Regions from separate parts of the Scylla paramamosain genome. Here region 1 is linked to region 2. The links are chromatin contacts, called in public Hi-C maps. All regions are on one chromosome and are shown on one strand. Each heading gives the region's core, a stretch centred on a gene start, on an enhancer-like site or on the middle of the called end of the contact. The rest is flanking DNA. Distances are from core to core; before and after follow the strand shown. Region 1 holds the start of LOC135105950 (protein extra-macrochaetae-like). Region 2 has its middle 59 kb from the start of LOC135105946.

Region 1 (7,626 bases), core at 4,329-6,828, 96 kb before region 2:
CGATGCTCGCCTCGGCCGGCCGCTTTAAGCTCCTGATCAATAGTAAACAATATGGGGGACGTGAGGGGACGCGCCGCCCATGGTTCCGCCGCCACGCAGGTCACGTCACACCCGCCAGGCAGGCAGGTCACGGACGCCGCCACCTCGTGCACGACGGAAAGTAGCTGAAATAACACGCTGGTTTCCTGAGAATAAGATCACTGTATAGAAAACCAAAGCAAATTTCTCTCTCTCTCTCTCTCTCTCTCTCTCTCTCTCTCTCTCTCTCTCTCTCTCTCTCTCTCACACACACACACACACACACACGTGCAAGTCATAACTCCCGAGACGCAGAAGTGATGTCCTCTCATAGGCGCCTTGACACTTGTCCCCTTCTCCTCCACTTTTTATTTTTTTTCTCTCTCCCCCTCCTCCTCCTCCTTCTCCCAGTATCCTTGCCTCTCCTTGCCCCGTGACCTGCCATGCGCCCTGCCGTGATCTTCTCTCCCTCTGCTGGTCATTAAAGAGTCCGGAGCAATAAATAACACGATAATTAATGACATGCTGAGATTATTACTTTTTTTTCAGCTTCAGATCATAAAAAAGTCAACTGCGATAAGTTATTAGATTCTCTCTCTCTCTCTCTCTCTCTCTCTCTCTCTCTCTCTCTCTCTCTCTCTCTCTCTCTCTCTCTCTCTCTCTCTCCAAATACACTTTTTTTTTTGCCTTCTCCCTCATATAAAGTTTCTTTCCTATAACTGCTCCACAAGAGTCTGCTATCAGGTTCTCCAGCTTCCTCCTCCTCCTCCTCCTCCTCCTCCTCCTCCTCCTCCTCCTCCTCCTCCTATGACACGACCAATTCGCTCAAGGATGTGCTATGCATTATGCGTCATTATTGGAAAACCCTTATGTGATCTATAAACGCCTTTCTTCTCCTCACAAGTGGGTATAAATTGCATCATACGTTCGTGTTATTTTTCCTTACTTTTCCTCCTCCTCCTCCTCTTCCTCCTCCTCCTCATCATCCTACTCCTCTTCTTCCTCTTCCTTTTTACTACCTGCTTGCCTGCTTGCCTGCTGCGCGCTAGTTATTCTCTCCTTCCTCCTTAATTTTCGTGTTTGCGTCATGTTGTTTATTAAATAGTTTCCTGTTGTTTTTTTCTTCTCATACATTGTGCTGCTGTTTGTTCTGTGGTCTCGTCTGTGTGTGTGTGTGTGTGTGTGTTACTACCAGGGACTGTTGGCTAAGCAAGGAAGTAGCGATAATAATACGTATGATACACACACACACTGACTGACACACACACACATGAACAAACAATAACACATAAGAGAAAACATATGCAACAATCCTGACCTGTCTTAAAACCAATACAATTATCCTCTTTTTACCCTCACCCTTCTCTCACCCTCCCCTCAGTCTCCCCTCACCCTCACCCTCACCCTCGCCGCCTCGCCTCGTCTCGCCTACTGTGGGAATCCTGCTGCTGCTCGTCACTGGCGGGGGACACTTCCCACGCCTCAGCTGTCTGGGCACCATTGTTCAGGCTCTGCCATTATCCCTTCTGGCACCACGCGCTCTCTCCCCCTCTTCTCCCTCCTCTCCCTCTCTCCACCAGCAGTGTTTCTCCTCCCTCACCATCCTCACCACTGCTACTGTTTGCCCTCCTTCATCTTTTATTTGTGCTTTTTTTCCTTTTGGTCAAACCCACAGTCAGTTTTTCCTTCTTCTTCATGAGTGTTTTTCTTTCATTATGTCCAATAAGAGTTTTGTTTTCCCTCTCCTTTTCTCCACTTGTATTTCTTCTTTATTCGCTGTTTTCACTGTTTTTACACATTTCCTTCTTCTCTTCGTCATAAAGTTGCTCTCTCTCTCTCTCTCTCTCTCTCTCTCTCTCTCTCTCTCTCTCTCTCTCTCTCTCTCTCTCTCTCTACTCATTCAGCAACCTCTTCCACATGTCTGTCTCTCTCTCCTCTCTTGTCATCTTCATATGGGTCTCAATTCTCTCATCGCCTCACCCCCCACTCTCCCTTCTCTTCCATCCACTCCTCACCCAGTGCGTCCCATCCACCCACACCGCATATACCTCTCTCCACTTCTCCACACAGACCCTCCTCTCTCACCACCAGCCCCTCACACGGAGCCTCACCTCACCACAGCCTCCCACTGTTTCACCTTCCTACCTCATAATAAGCCTTCCATTTCCCACTGTCTCCCCCTCCCCTCCATCTCCAGCCGTCACTACTTCCCACCACGTAACGTCTTCTCCGCCCTGGTGTTTCCCGTCCCCAACACATCTCTCGCTCTCATTCGCTTCCCCACCAGCAACAGGCTTCACCCAGCAGTGGTCGCCCCCACGTAACGGCTTCCTCCACCCAGCTGCCTGCCTCGTGCACCCACCCGGCGTCTCTTCCCAATACACCAAAGCACCGCCCTCACCCAGCTGCCGCCGCGGCCCTCCAAGTGTCTGCTGACTGGCCTTCCTCACGCACACAAAGCGACCCAGAAACAAATGTTACTTTTTTAGGCTCCTGCTGCTGTGGCGTCTCTGGGGACGGGAATAAATGCTTCTTTTCAAGCTCCTGCTGATATAGGGATTCTCAGATTGGGGGGAAAAATGCTACTTTCTACATTCCTCCTGCTATGGTGTTTGTGGGACACGGATGAATGTTACTTTTCAGGCTCCTGCTGCTGCGGTACTTGTAAGGACAGGGATAAATGCTACTTTTTCAGGTTTCTGTTCCGGTGATCTATCCAAGGACAGGAATTTCTTCGGTATTTTTATCCTTAAAATCTACCATAAAAAGAGGAGGGTTACAAACGTTAGAAAAAAGTGTGTGTGGGTCCATGCATGACTGCTCTAACACCCTAAACACCCAACGCACCCTTTCTGAGCATATGTTTACCCGGCTGCTATTGAAAAGATCCCGGGTACAGTACACCAGCACCCTGCCACTAACTCGGTGGGACAACTTATCACTCTCGTCTACTCCTCTTCCTCCTCCTGCTGTAAGTGCGACATTGCTGGGTTACATAAAAACAAGGACACAAATGCGTAATCCCCTTTTGACGCACTGCACGGCGGACGGTCTGAAGGACGCAGGATAAAACACGGTGGCGTCAGAAGGGTCTTTGGGGGTCAGAGGGGCTGATTGGGGAAGAAAGGGTGAGGAAAGAAAGGTAAATACCGGAGTGAACAAGGCCAACGACATGCGCAGGGAGTGAAAGAAAGACTTTTTTTTTCTTGCCAGCTGGTGACACCTGCACAGGATGTCTAAGATACGTGCGATATAATGGCTTCCTGGAGTCATGTCTTACTCATAAACACACACACACACACACACACACACACACACACACACACACACACACACACACACACACACACACACACACACACACACAGTGACACTGACACTGCTAATCATCTACATATACATATCGTTGCAACTTTAGTATATGTACCGCTGAAATAAATGTCACACACACACACACACACACACACACACACACACACACACACACACACACACACACACACAGTATCGCTTTCACAACACCAATTCTGCAACCACCACCTTTACTAATACGTGCAATCATATACATATAACTATGCAATATGCGCATCCTGTCCCGTCCCCTCCACCTGGGCCCGCTACGCTGCTACGCCTTGCCCAATCCCTCCCCGCCCTGCCCTTCGAATGCTTTCCTCGACCCACCACGACGCTCCTTCAAGGTAATAGCCTCCTCGCTTCCCGCCGCGACCGCCCGTGTTCCGCCTCAACATTTGGACACCGAGGGAGGAGCTGGAAAGGGCGTAATTACCCGACCATCCAGCGCGCAGGTGTGCTGGCGACGCCGGGCTATGAATGGCATTCCAGCCTGACCACCGCACACCTGTCGGGGGATGGTGTGTGTGTGTGTGTGTGTGTGTGTGTGTGAATACGGTTACCACACACACACATGAATAAAATACTGGGAATCCACAAAGAATATATACACTCACACACACATGTTACTCAAGCGCTATCATAATGCCAAATATAATATACCCTTCCATCCTCACACCTCCACGAAGAAAAAAAAAAAGTGAAGCTGATATACCTAAGAGCAATATCAGCAGCAAACACAGAGGCAGAAGCATCACCAACCAGCAGTACCAGCAGCAAGAACAATCCCAAACATCCTGCGCCTCCATCCTACGATCCCTTAATTGGGAGTGAAAACAACAGCGGCGACAGTGTAATCCCAATGGTTACGCGACCCGATTGGCTGAGTTTGTTAATGCAGCAGCGGCGGGAGGGAAAACTGTTATCACAAAGTAACATCTGTCGCGAAGCTGAGCGTGTTATCACCGTGGGTAAAAGTTACAATTTGCGGTGGGAGGGTGTGGGAGTGGGATTGAAGGAGGGCGGGAGGAAGGAAGGGTGGGTGAGGGATGGAGAGAGAGAGAGAGAGAGAGAGAGAGAGAGAGAGAGAGAGAGAGAGAGAGAGAGAGAGAGAGAGAGAGAGAGAGAGAGACACTTGCCAAATTTGCGTTAATAGCGAGTTTCCGTTCCTTCTCTTCTCTCACTGATGGGAGTGACGAGGGAGGAACGAGGGGAGAGGAGAGGAGAGAGAGAGAGAGAGAGAGAGAGAGAGAGAGAGAGAGAGAGAGAGAGAGAGAGAGAGAGAGAGAGAGAGAGAGAGAGGTATCGGGAGGCGTATGTAGGAGTGTGTACCAGCTGTATAGAGGGATGTGAAGGGGGGAGGCAGGTGTTGGGCGTGAGGATGATGAGGGCAACCAACGGTGGACGGGGAAGGTCGGGAAGAGAGAGAGAGAGAGAGAGAGAGAGAGAGAGAGAGAGAGAGAGAGAGAGAGAGAGAGAGAGAGAGAGAGAGAGAGAGAGAGGAGGGCTGGGAGGGGAGGAAGCCAGCTGCCCCTCGTGTGATGTGTTCGTTACACGTCTCACCCTCTTCATTCTACCATCTCAAAGGATATTGCAACATGTTCCCCACATCTGCCAAGGGAAAATGAGTTCACAGGATAATTCGTGTTTACCGTTCGCCATCCACTTACCCCGTCATCCTCCTGGCGGCGGCAGGACTCCATTGCAGGAAGTTGTGGTCGTCTTCCTGCTGCCTGGTGGGCTTGTGGGCGTGGCCGTCACGGGTCACCAACAGGGGACAAGGTCAGGTCAGGTCAAAGCTGTACTATACGAGCCCGTGGGAACCTGGCCAAGATGGGACACACGAGGCCAGATGTGCGACAGCCCGGCCACCGGTATTGACGCGGCCGCCGACGTCACCCGCCCGTCCGCCGCCCGCCAGCTGCATTCCCAGGTTCCTGCCGATGCCGCGCCGCGCGCCCTTACGCCATCATTCCTGCTCGCCGCCTCTGTAATTGCTTTGAGCAACGTGTATGTACTTGAGTGACCTTGAGACGTCAAACATCTGATTTATCAGCAGAAACAATAACGACGAGGAGACGCACAATTAATGTGATGTAAACTGGTCTTGGCAACCGGACGACACCCGGCTGGGCCGCTTCCGACTGGCTGCGGGACTGACGGTGGGAGGAGCCTCACTGCCTCGCTCCATAAATAGCGGAGCATCCGGCGAGTCTGCACAATTTTCCCTACACTCTGTGAGAGGACAGAACCCTCTGGTTTCCTTTGTTGTGTTACTCAAGCCGAGTGAATGAAGATGCGGGCTCAGCGCTGTGTGTCCCCCGTTCAGGCCGTCATGGGGGTGATGGACGGCAAAGTGCACAAGGCGCCACCCAAGACCGAGGGCGCCGAAGTGCTCATGTATATGGAGCGGCTGCAGCACCTGGTGCCGTTCTGCCCCAAAGATCGACCTGTCACCAAGCTGGAGCTGATTCAGTCTGTCATCGACTACATCTACGATTTGGAGGACGCCCTCAGCTCCTGTGAGGAGGACTCGTCCTCTGAGGAGGAGATGGAGTGCGTGGAGAGTTCCTGAGAAGGGACGTGGAGTTCGTCGCCTAAGGTCGCCATGGCTCGAAAGGCGACGACGACGCGTCCAGAGACAGTCAGGGCGCCAGGGTAGTGAGGAACTGCTGACGGAGGGATGTGACCAAGACGCTGACATGAGGCGCTACTAATTGCCTGTCGTCCCCTGATAGGTGACCTGACCCCGCTCGCCTCCCACCACTGCCCCACACCGTCCACATCTCCCACCAGCCCTATAGGTAAGTTTGACCTCACGCCAGTCACAGGATTCATGTTATGATCTGATTGATGAGCATGTGATATTCAGCATAACATTTCGAAGTCCATATTTCATCACCCATAAGGTAATACTCACTTGTGAAAAACAAAAGTATTTATGTTCTTTTCCTATCTTTCCCAGGCAGCGTGAGCATGAAGCTTCAACGCAGAGGACCAGCTGGCCTACAGAAGCTCGGCTGCAGCTCCTCGTGTCTCGTGTTAGTCCTCAACTCTACGGCTGACGCGCGCCAACTCTGGCCCATGGTGGACTCTTAGCCATGTGGAGTTGCTAGGGTCGCGGCCCTGGCAGCATGGACACCTCAGCATCGGGGCACCAGGGAGCTACAACTTTGGGTGTGGGCATCGCTGGGGAGGGGCGGGGCGCAGAGTCTCCTGCAGTTCTCCGCCACCGTAGCACCGCCCTTTGCAGTCTCGTGACTTCGAGACTTATGTTCTTATACATACATAAAGTATACGTTTTTATGAAAATAAACATCTTTTGTATATGTATTCCTTTCATTGATCCGACATTTGAAGGGTTGGACACAGAATGAAATGAAAAGAATGCGTGACTCTGAGGGGGTAATGGCAAGAATCGACGAGTTTGCAACGTGCCTTAAGTCATTAGAAGTCACATCACACGACGGCTCATGGTTGGCCACGCTGCTGCACACCTGCCAGGCTGCGAGCGTCGCTGTCCTGGCGGCGCACCCTGGGGCACTGTTGCAGGTGTTTTATCGCCCCAGGACCAGTCTGCCGCAGGGGAGGATTCGAGAGGAAGATCACCTGACACCTGACTTCTCGCCCAGGTGTTAATTAGCATAATGAGCCAATGCCTCCGGGGAAAGCTATGAATGAATAATGCAAAGCCAAACGCAGGTGGGGCGCAGCCACGCTTATTCGGTCTCCAAATATATAAATATGCATGGAGCGGGGAGGCCATGTGCTGGAGGGACGTGACGCATCACAGGTGTGAGGGTAGATGAGGGGATTCTCTCTCTCTCTCTCTCTCTCTCTCTCTCTCTCTCTCTCTCTCTCTCTCTCTCGCTGAGTACGTTCCGGGTTCTGCATCAAGCCGTCAAGTCATGTCAAATTAGAGATGATACAAGCTCTTATCATATCGCCATCACCGAACGCCTCATTAGGTCGAGACGTCCTCGCTCTCCTATCTGATACACATTATTCCTGACATCCCCTAATTAAGTTTCATCACTTACACCTCACACCACGTTACCTCCGCTGATTGCACTTATCTTTGTATACCTGTCGTGGGTGAAGCAACGTGTCCTCATTAACGGCAGGAAGATCTCTTGACGTGCTTACCTCATTCACCAGGTCTTGTGGCCGAGGACTGACGGCCGCTCGCATGGTGCATCTCAATGTCTCGTAAATATTGACCCATTTCACAACAAAGGTAAATGTAACTGGGTTCCT
Region 2 (7,137 bases), core at 1,988-4,487:
GGGTTATCGGAGGACGCCGCTGGGGGTGGGGAGTGTCGCAGGGATACGCTCGCCGCAGATCCACGACGTGTCCGCGGGCAGAAATAGTGCCTTGCGTGGTGCCTGGCCGCGAAGGAGGGAGGCAGACCGGGAGGGCGGCGAGGAAAGGGCGAGAATAGTAGTAGGAGTTACGAGCAACGTATACGTGAATCATCCACATCGTATTTACAGAGACGATTATATTTAGCCGACACTGAAGATGTTCCTCGTGTTATCACAGGGAGCGCGGGTGGGTGAGGGCGGCGGCGGCGGCGGCGGGTCGGCGGTGGACGAAGCAATATGAGACGAGCGGGAGTGAGGCAGCGGGTAGATTGTTTGCCTCAGCTGCGGGTTGTGTGGCGGCGACAGCGCGGCGGGGCTGCACCTGTGTGGCCGACGGACGGGGGCGTGACGTCACCGGCGGCCCCCACAGTCACACTCACCCACCAGGCGCGGGGATGACCAAGGCCCTTGTCAGAGCCCCACCTCCTCACAAGCTCCCCTCTCTTTTTTCTTTTTTTTTCCTTGTTTTTCTCTCTTCGCCCTCTCCTAACGAAGACTGTGGCGCGTCCCCAAAGGAATGTTTGTGTGGCGTCGCGGCTTATCACGGGCGCCACTAGTCTGTGTCCCGTGTGCTGCTGAAGGAGGCGACGTGAGGTTGTCACCGGGCTAAGTATTGCACGGTTCACACGAATTGGACTCCCCGTCTCCACTACGTATACATGCAACTTTCTTCTCGTCGCTGTTTCTCACGACGTAGCCGGAAGCAGGGGTGATTTGTGGTGATTTCAGACATTATGAGCCCACCTGCCGCCTGCTGCCCGCCCCCTGCTGCCTCCCTGCTTGCCTGCTAAATTGCCTTGCTCCGTCACTGCCACACACCCATCTCGCCCCGCTCGTCCTGACCACCAGCCGCTTTGTCCATTACATACTGTGTGTCACCGACCTGATTAGGTTTCCCTTCCCTCTTTATCTGCATTCCCACTCTCTCTCTCTCTCTCTCTCTCTCTCTCTCTCTCTCTCTCTCTCTCTATCACCTGGGCCTCGGTATCTCTCCTCTAACCCCCCTCCTTCCGTCCTCGCTAGGCTGGCCAGGTGTGGTAAAGGTAACCATGTGGTCTCCCTCCCCCTCACCCACTCCTACGCCCCCACGCCGAGGTGTGCACGCCGCGCCCTCTCATACATACACCCAACACACGCCCTCGCTGGGGTGGCGTTGTTAAGTGGTGGTGGTGACGGCGGTGGTGGCGGTGGGGTGGTGATGCTTATGTTGATGAGGATGGAGATGAGGCTGTGGGTGCAATGCAAGAGGGAGACTAGGAGGAGGAAGAGGAGGAGGAGGAGGAGAAAAAGCAAATAAGGGCAGAAGGTAGCCATGAGAAAGAAAGCAAATCATTAAGTTGATGGCACCAACATTAACATCACCACCACAACCACCGCCATCATAATAACGACTACTACCTCTATCACAAACAGCACCACGAGAGGGGCTGCGGGGAATACTATAATGCAGAAACAGCAAAATCAAAAGCGTGGCACCTACATTACAACATCACCACCACAACTAACAAATCAACAACTACCATCACTATCACCATCACATCCACGAGAGGAACCAGATGTGAGTACTTACTAGAAATGGTAAAACTAGAACCGTGGCTTTTTAGTGACTGCCAATCAACCGATAGCCAGGTGGGATCACAGGTAGCTGCCCCTATTAGTCGGAACAGGTATTGCGAGACATCGTATGCCACTCAGGTGTGTCATCCAGTCCAGGTGTCCGTAAGCTACCTGGTGAAAGCTCGATACGTCGCTGCCACTCATGCTAACCCCACTCGAGCTCTGATAAGGCCGTGATCGCTACGGGAAAGGCAGTCGGGGTTGAGGGGTAGGGGAACTGGAGCCTTATAGCAGTGTGATTGTTAGCGGTGACGAAGGAAACACGTGACTTTCTGCGGCTCTTTCTGTGGTGAGTTGTGAAGTGGCTTGGTGGCGATATGGTGAAATACTTTTTTTTTTTTACAAGCTCGATTATTTTTTCTATTCGTAGTTTAACTCTCTCTTAACGGAACGGCAGTGGGCAGTAAGGTGCAAGAACAGGATGGGCAACAGATACTACCCTTGGGGATTGCATGGTGGTGTTGAAACCCAAGTGATCGCAGAACAGGTCCGGGTGTCTGGCCTTCTCGCTGACCTGCCTGTCCTGCTGCCGGGATGAGGGGCAGGAGAGGACAGGGGAGGAGAGGAAAGGGAAGGGAAGGGAAGGGAAAGGAAGGGAAGGGAAGGGAAGGGGATGGTAAGGAAGGGAAGGGTAAGGAAAAGAAGAGAAGGGACGGAAAGGAAAAGGGGAGGGAAGAGAAGGAAAGAATAAGATAGAGTAAAGCTGGCAAGGATAAGATGGGGTAAGGTAAACAAGAGAAGAAAAACGAAGGATGGGAGATGAGGAAAAAAAGAGGATTAAGAGGAATTGGAGAGAACAACAGAGAAGGAAAAGGAGGAGGCGGAGTAGGACGAAGAAGGAAATATCTGAAGTAAATTATTGGTCTAGACGAAGTGACCAGGTGGAATTCTAGAAAACAAAGCCAGGCAACTACTAGGAACGCAAAAGAATACGAGGAAAGAACACACAGCAGCAAATATGTTGACCCTTGAGAGACTGTTTACACTACCTGATGCATTTGTTTATCGTTTTTCCTTCATACCCCACTTTTAATTCAATATTTCACCTCACACACACACACACCTGGATGACCTCAGTACACACACCATCATTAATGAGCTCACGCACCTGCAGGAGCATAAACACACACACACACACACACACACACACACACAGGGCTCATTTTGGCATCACCGTCACCTACAAGATCTTCAATGCCATCACCTGCATTTACTTGACAAACTAAACGAGGTAGAGAAGGAGCAGGAAGAGGAAGCAAGAGAGGAGGAGAAGGAGGAGGAGGAGGAAGAGGAGGAGGAGGAGGAAGCAGCTTGAGAGGGAGGGAAAATGTATATGGAGAGGAGGATGAAGAGTCTATACAGTTACGGAATCTCTCTCTCTCTCTCTCTCTCTCTCTCTCTCTCTCTCTCTCTCTCTCTCTCTCTCTCTTTTTTCTTTATACTCATACACACAGTTACACTCCCACCCTCCTTCTTCATCCCCTTACTCCTTACCCTTCTTTCCTTAACCAGTCTCTCCCATCACCACCACCACCACCACTACCCTCCCTACCCGTCCTGGCGGCGGCGACGTCTGCCTGAGTGCCACACGTGCAAGGGCGGGCAAGACTCGACTTCCGGGAGACCCACACCGCCTCTACTGTCTGTCCTATTTGACTTGAACCGGGACGTGTGTCTCTTGCTATCTTGAATACCAGTGAGGGATTAATATTTTCTACTTGTTTTTCTCTTATTAGCGCGGAAGGGAGAGTAGAAATACAACACGAAGGTAAGGAAAGAAAGTCAAGAGAGTGAAAATAGACGAGTGTGTTTATTTTTAGGTACTGAGTGTGTGTGTGTGTGTGTGTGTGTGTGTGTGTGTGTGTGTGTGTGTGTGTGTGTGTGTGTGTGTGTGAGAGTGTGTGAGGGCGTGGCGGGGAGATGGAGTGGGTGGACGGTGGGAGAAGACTAGTGTGGTGGGGGGGGTCGTGGCGCCAAGGCAGTGACAGGAAGACAAAGTAAGCACTGGTGGAATAAAGAGACAAGAAACACACAATCTGACTCAACTGAATGGAGAGACAAGGCGTGTGTGCGAGGGTGTGTGTGTGTGTGTGTGTGTGTGTGTGTGTGTGTGTGTGTGTGTGTGTGTGTGTGTGTGTGTCTCACTGACCCTACAAATCCAAATCCATCAAATTCCACGAAATGTATCACACAGAAGTAAACATTTTGAGAGAGAGGTATTGAATCGCTTGATATACCTTCCTTAATTAACTTTTTATCTCACGCCACACCTGTGTACTCTACTGATAACCTCCCGTCGCCCTTTGCACACACCGCCGCCTCTTCCTCAAGCTCGTAAACCTCACTCTCTCCCTTGGAACCACGATAATCTAATATTTACAAGCTGCAATAAACCTGTTAGAACCAATGAATGAAACGACCAATTACTTACGTTTCCCCTGCGCTTCAGACGGACGGCGACATCACCTGGCGTGGAGGAACACCTGCGAAAGGCAGGTAATGACACGACTCGTGGGAACTCACCTTCATCATGATAAATGACGATTTGTTTTGAAAGGAAAAAGACCGTTGAGTGATGTGGTTATAGTGTGTGTGTGTGTGTGTGTGTGTGTTGGAGGTAGGTGGTTGGGGGTGGAGGTCAGGATAGTGAAGGAGAATCAGGTGAGGCTATAAACTTTCGCTATATTTTCACACGTCAGGACTGTTTACGTATTTATGTGGCCACGTGTCCTGCCGCCGCCAGCCAGCCAGGTGTGTACGTGAGCGGCAGACCAGATACCCCGCCTGGGAGCCACACCCCTGACGTGAGTAATTATATGGATCAACCTGGTAAGGCCACGAGACTTGCTTCCTCTACCCCCTTTGTCCCTCCGTCATGCAGGACTCAGGGATATGAAGTCACGTGGCGCGAAGGCAGACAGTGGTTGGTGGAGTGTGGGAATCAGGACTCCTTGGGCCTCTCCCTGACAGCACAATGGCGTGGACAAGGAAGGGTTTCTAGATAAGTAACTCTGGGGTGTGGGAAGGCAAAGCGATGCAGTGAATGTTTCTTTTTGGGGTGTGCGTGTCTGTCGGGGTTTTTGCCGAGCGAGGGTGGGCGGACTGGCGGCAACAGCACGGTGGAGGCGGCGGCATAGTTAGAGGCGTCTGGAGGCGGCAACGACGGTCACCCCACGAAGGTCATAACACGGACGCACCGCCTACCCTGAGGAAGTCTGATTTATCCCACAACTCCTGTATAATTTACGAGCTTCGAGCGGCGTCGATTAGCATCAGATAAGAGGTGGAAGGAGGAGGAGGAGGAGGAGGAGGAGGAAGAGGAGGAGGAGGAGGAGGAGGAGAAAAATGAGTAGTAAGAAGACGAGGAAGACATGGATGAGCGCAAAAATGAAGACGACGACAACGAAAAACAAGGAGGAAGAGAAAGACGAACGGCCATGGACGCCGAGGAGGAGCACATGAGAAAGGAAGTGGGGAAGGCAATACGAGGCACAGGAAGGCGATGGGAAGGACGGGAGGATGTAGCATAGAAGTCGATACAAGAGGAGGATGTGGCGCAGCAAAACACAGCGAGGAATGCAGGGAGGGAAAACAGGGGGTGAAGGAAGCTGCTACCATGGCGGGAAGAGAGGAGTGGAGAGCAGGCAGGCAGGGAGTAAGCAGGGAGTGAGTAGGGTCGGCAGCACGCACGGACCCTCGCACCGAATATCTTACCGTGACCTTTGACCCCGCACGGCAAAAACCTGGCCCTAAGTCTCATACGCAGGGAGTCTCTTTACATTATTTATTTTCCTTTTACCGTCGGCCACTGAAAGGCTCCAGCAGGTGCTACAGGAGCTGGGGAGACGCTGGCCCTGTTTACACATACGACACGACCTCCTCTTTTTCTGACTTCCACTCCGTCATTTAAGATTATTTGGGAGAACTTGAGTCACATGGGAGACTTGTTGCAGCGCGGAGGCGACGCTCAGCTGACTCACACCACACCTGCAGGCTTGTGGAGGGACCGGGCAGGGGGAAGGTGGAGGGGCAGGGGAAGGGGAGGAGCGAATATGTGGGTGGTGGGTGGAGTGGAAGGTGGAGGGTACAAGCTTCACTCGGTTATATGCAAGTGACGAGGCCAAGATGAAGTCTCCTTGATCCCTCACAGATATATGTGTGTGTGTGTGTGTGTGTGTGTGTGTGTGTGTGTGTGTGTGTTTGCATTTCATGTCTGTAGCAGTGACCTCACCCTTTAAAAACTGAATCCAGACACTGTATGCTAAAGATCATGCTAGCACACACACACACACACACACACACACACACACACACATGGTATTCGGTGTACGATTCGTCATATCTAAAGAAAATAAAACATGACCAGGAGAAGAAAAACATACACAGACACACCTGCTACTCCGTCAGGGCTTTTTTTTTCGGTGTGTAAGAGAGAGAGAGAGAGAGAGAGAGAGAGAGAGAGAGAGAGAGAGAGAGAGAGAGAGAGAGAGAGAGACTCACCAGACAGAAGGAATGACAGGATTACAAACAACCAGACAGGCAGACGCATAAGTGACAAAGACGTGGAATTAAACAGAATGTAGAGAGACAAACAGACAGATGGAGACAGTGACAAATAGACAGAAAGAGATACATACAGTCGACCGAAAAGAAACACACACACACACACACACACACACAGTACCATACTAGGAAGAGAAACGAAGGAGAAAGCAACAATATATATACAAAAAAAAAAAAAGAAAAAAAAACAAGAAATCATAACTCTCTTTATCACCTCCCTGTCACACTCCATCAACGAGACAGAAAAGAAAATGAAATACAAAAGCAAGGCAGTCATTTTCAACTTTACAATTTCTGACGGTGGCAAGGGAGAGAGAAAGAGAAAGAGAGAGAAAGAAAAAAAATAGCTCTTATTCCCATGATTACCGGATCGTCAACATTCACGGTAAACAAACTGCACCTCGTTAACAGTTCAGCGAGGGAAGCACGGCCCGTCACCGCTCACCTGCACTAATGAGCGTGTTTGTGCCCAGGTGTCTCACAGTTGCCTCCCGCCTCGACTTAAGCGATTCCCGGTGACTCAGCTAACGTCCAGGTGTTTTCCGACGAGCTCAATGTGTCACTCAACGTCTCCACCACCTCCTCTCCCTCCTCCTTGTCCTACTCCTCCTCCTCCTCCTCCTCCTTTTCTTCTTTTCCCGCTGGCGACGTCATCCTCTTCATCATCACTGACACATTAAACCCTCTTCTCCATCTGCCTTCTTAAACTCCTCCAACCCTCCCTTCATTCCTCTTGCCCCCTTCCCCTCCTCTTCTTACTCCTTCTCCTCTTCCTTATTCATCAGACCAAAACAAGCACAAAGAAATAAGAAAACAACCAGACACGTCATTCCACAGGACTTGAGAAACAAAAACAAGAAGAGGACCTCACCACCC

What was found. A called contact is a pair of places that touch in the nucleus more often than the background predicts.
Region 1: a Hi-C map of muscle shows a contact between it and region 2, with 3 times the contacts expected there. The contact joins the promoter of LOC135105950 here to the enhancer-like site in region 2. A contact is called at or near these places in 2 of 2 Hi-C or Micro-C datasets (muscle and testis).

What each region holds. Positions count from the first base shown.
Region 1 is chr12:25,713,760-25,721,385 of ASM3559412v1, reverse strand. It overlaps LOC135105950 (protein extra-macrochaetae-like), which reads left to right and starts at 5,578. Exons shown (of 2, transcript XM_064014686.1): 1 at 5,578-6,173; 2 at 6,335-6,698. The coding sequence starts at 5,660. The coding sequence ends at 5,944. The region is part of intron 1 of LOC135105947 (D-ribitol-5-phosphate cytidylyltransferase-like); the gene reads right to left.
Region 2 is chr12:25,615,566-25,622,702 of ASM3559412v1, reverse strand. No RefSeq gene overlaps it. Among protein-coding and RNA genes, the nearest start is that of LOC135105946, 59 kb to the right of the region's middle. Within about 2 kb of position 3,237, the one cell type or tissue checked has an H3K27ac peak away from gene starts, as active enhancers do.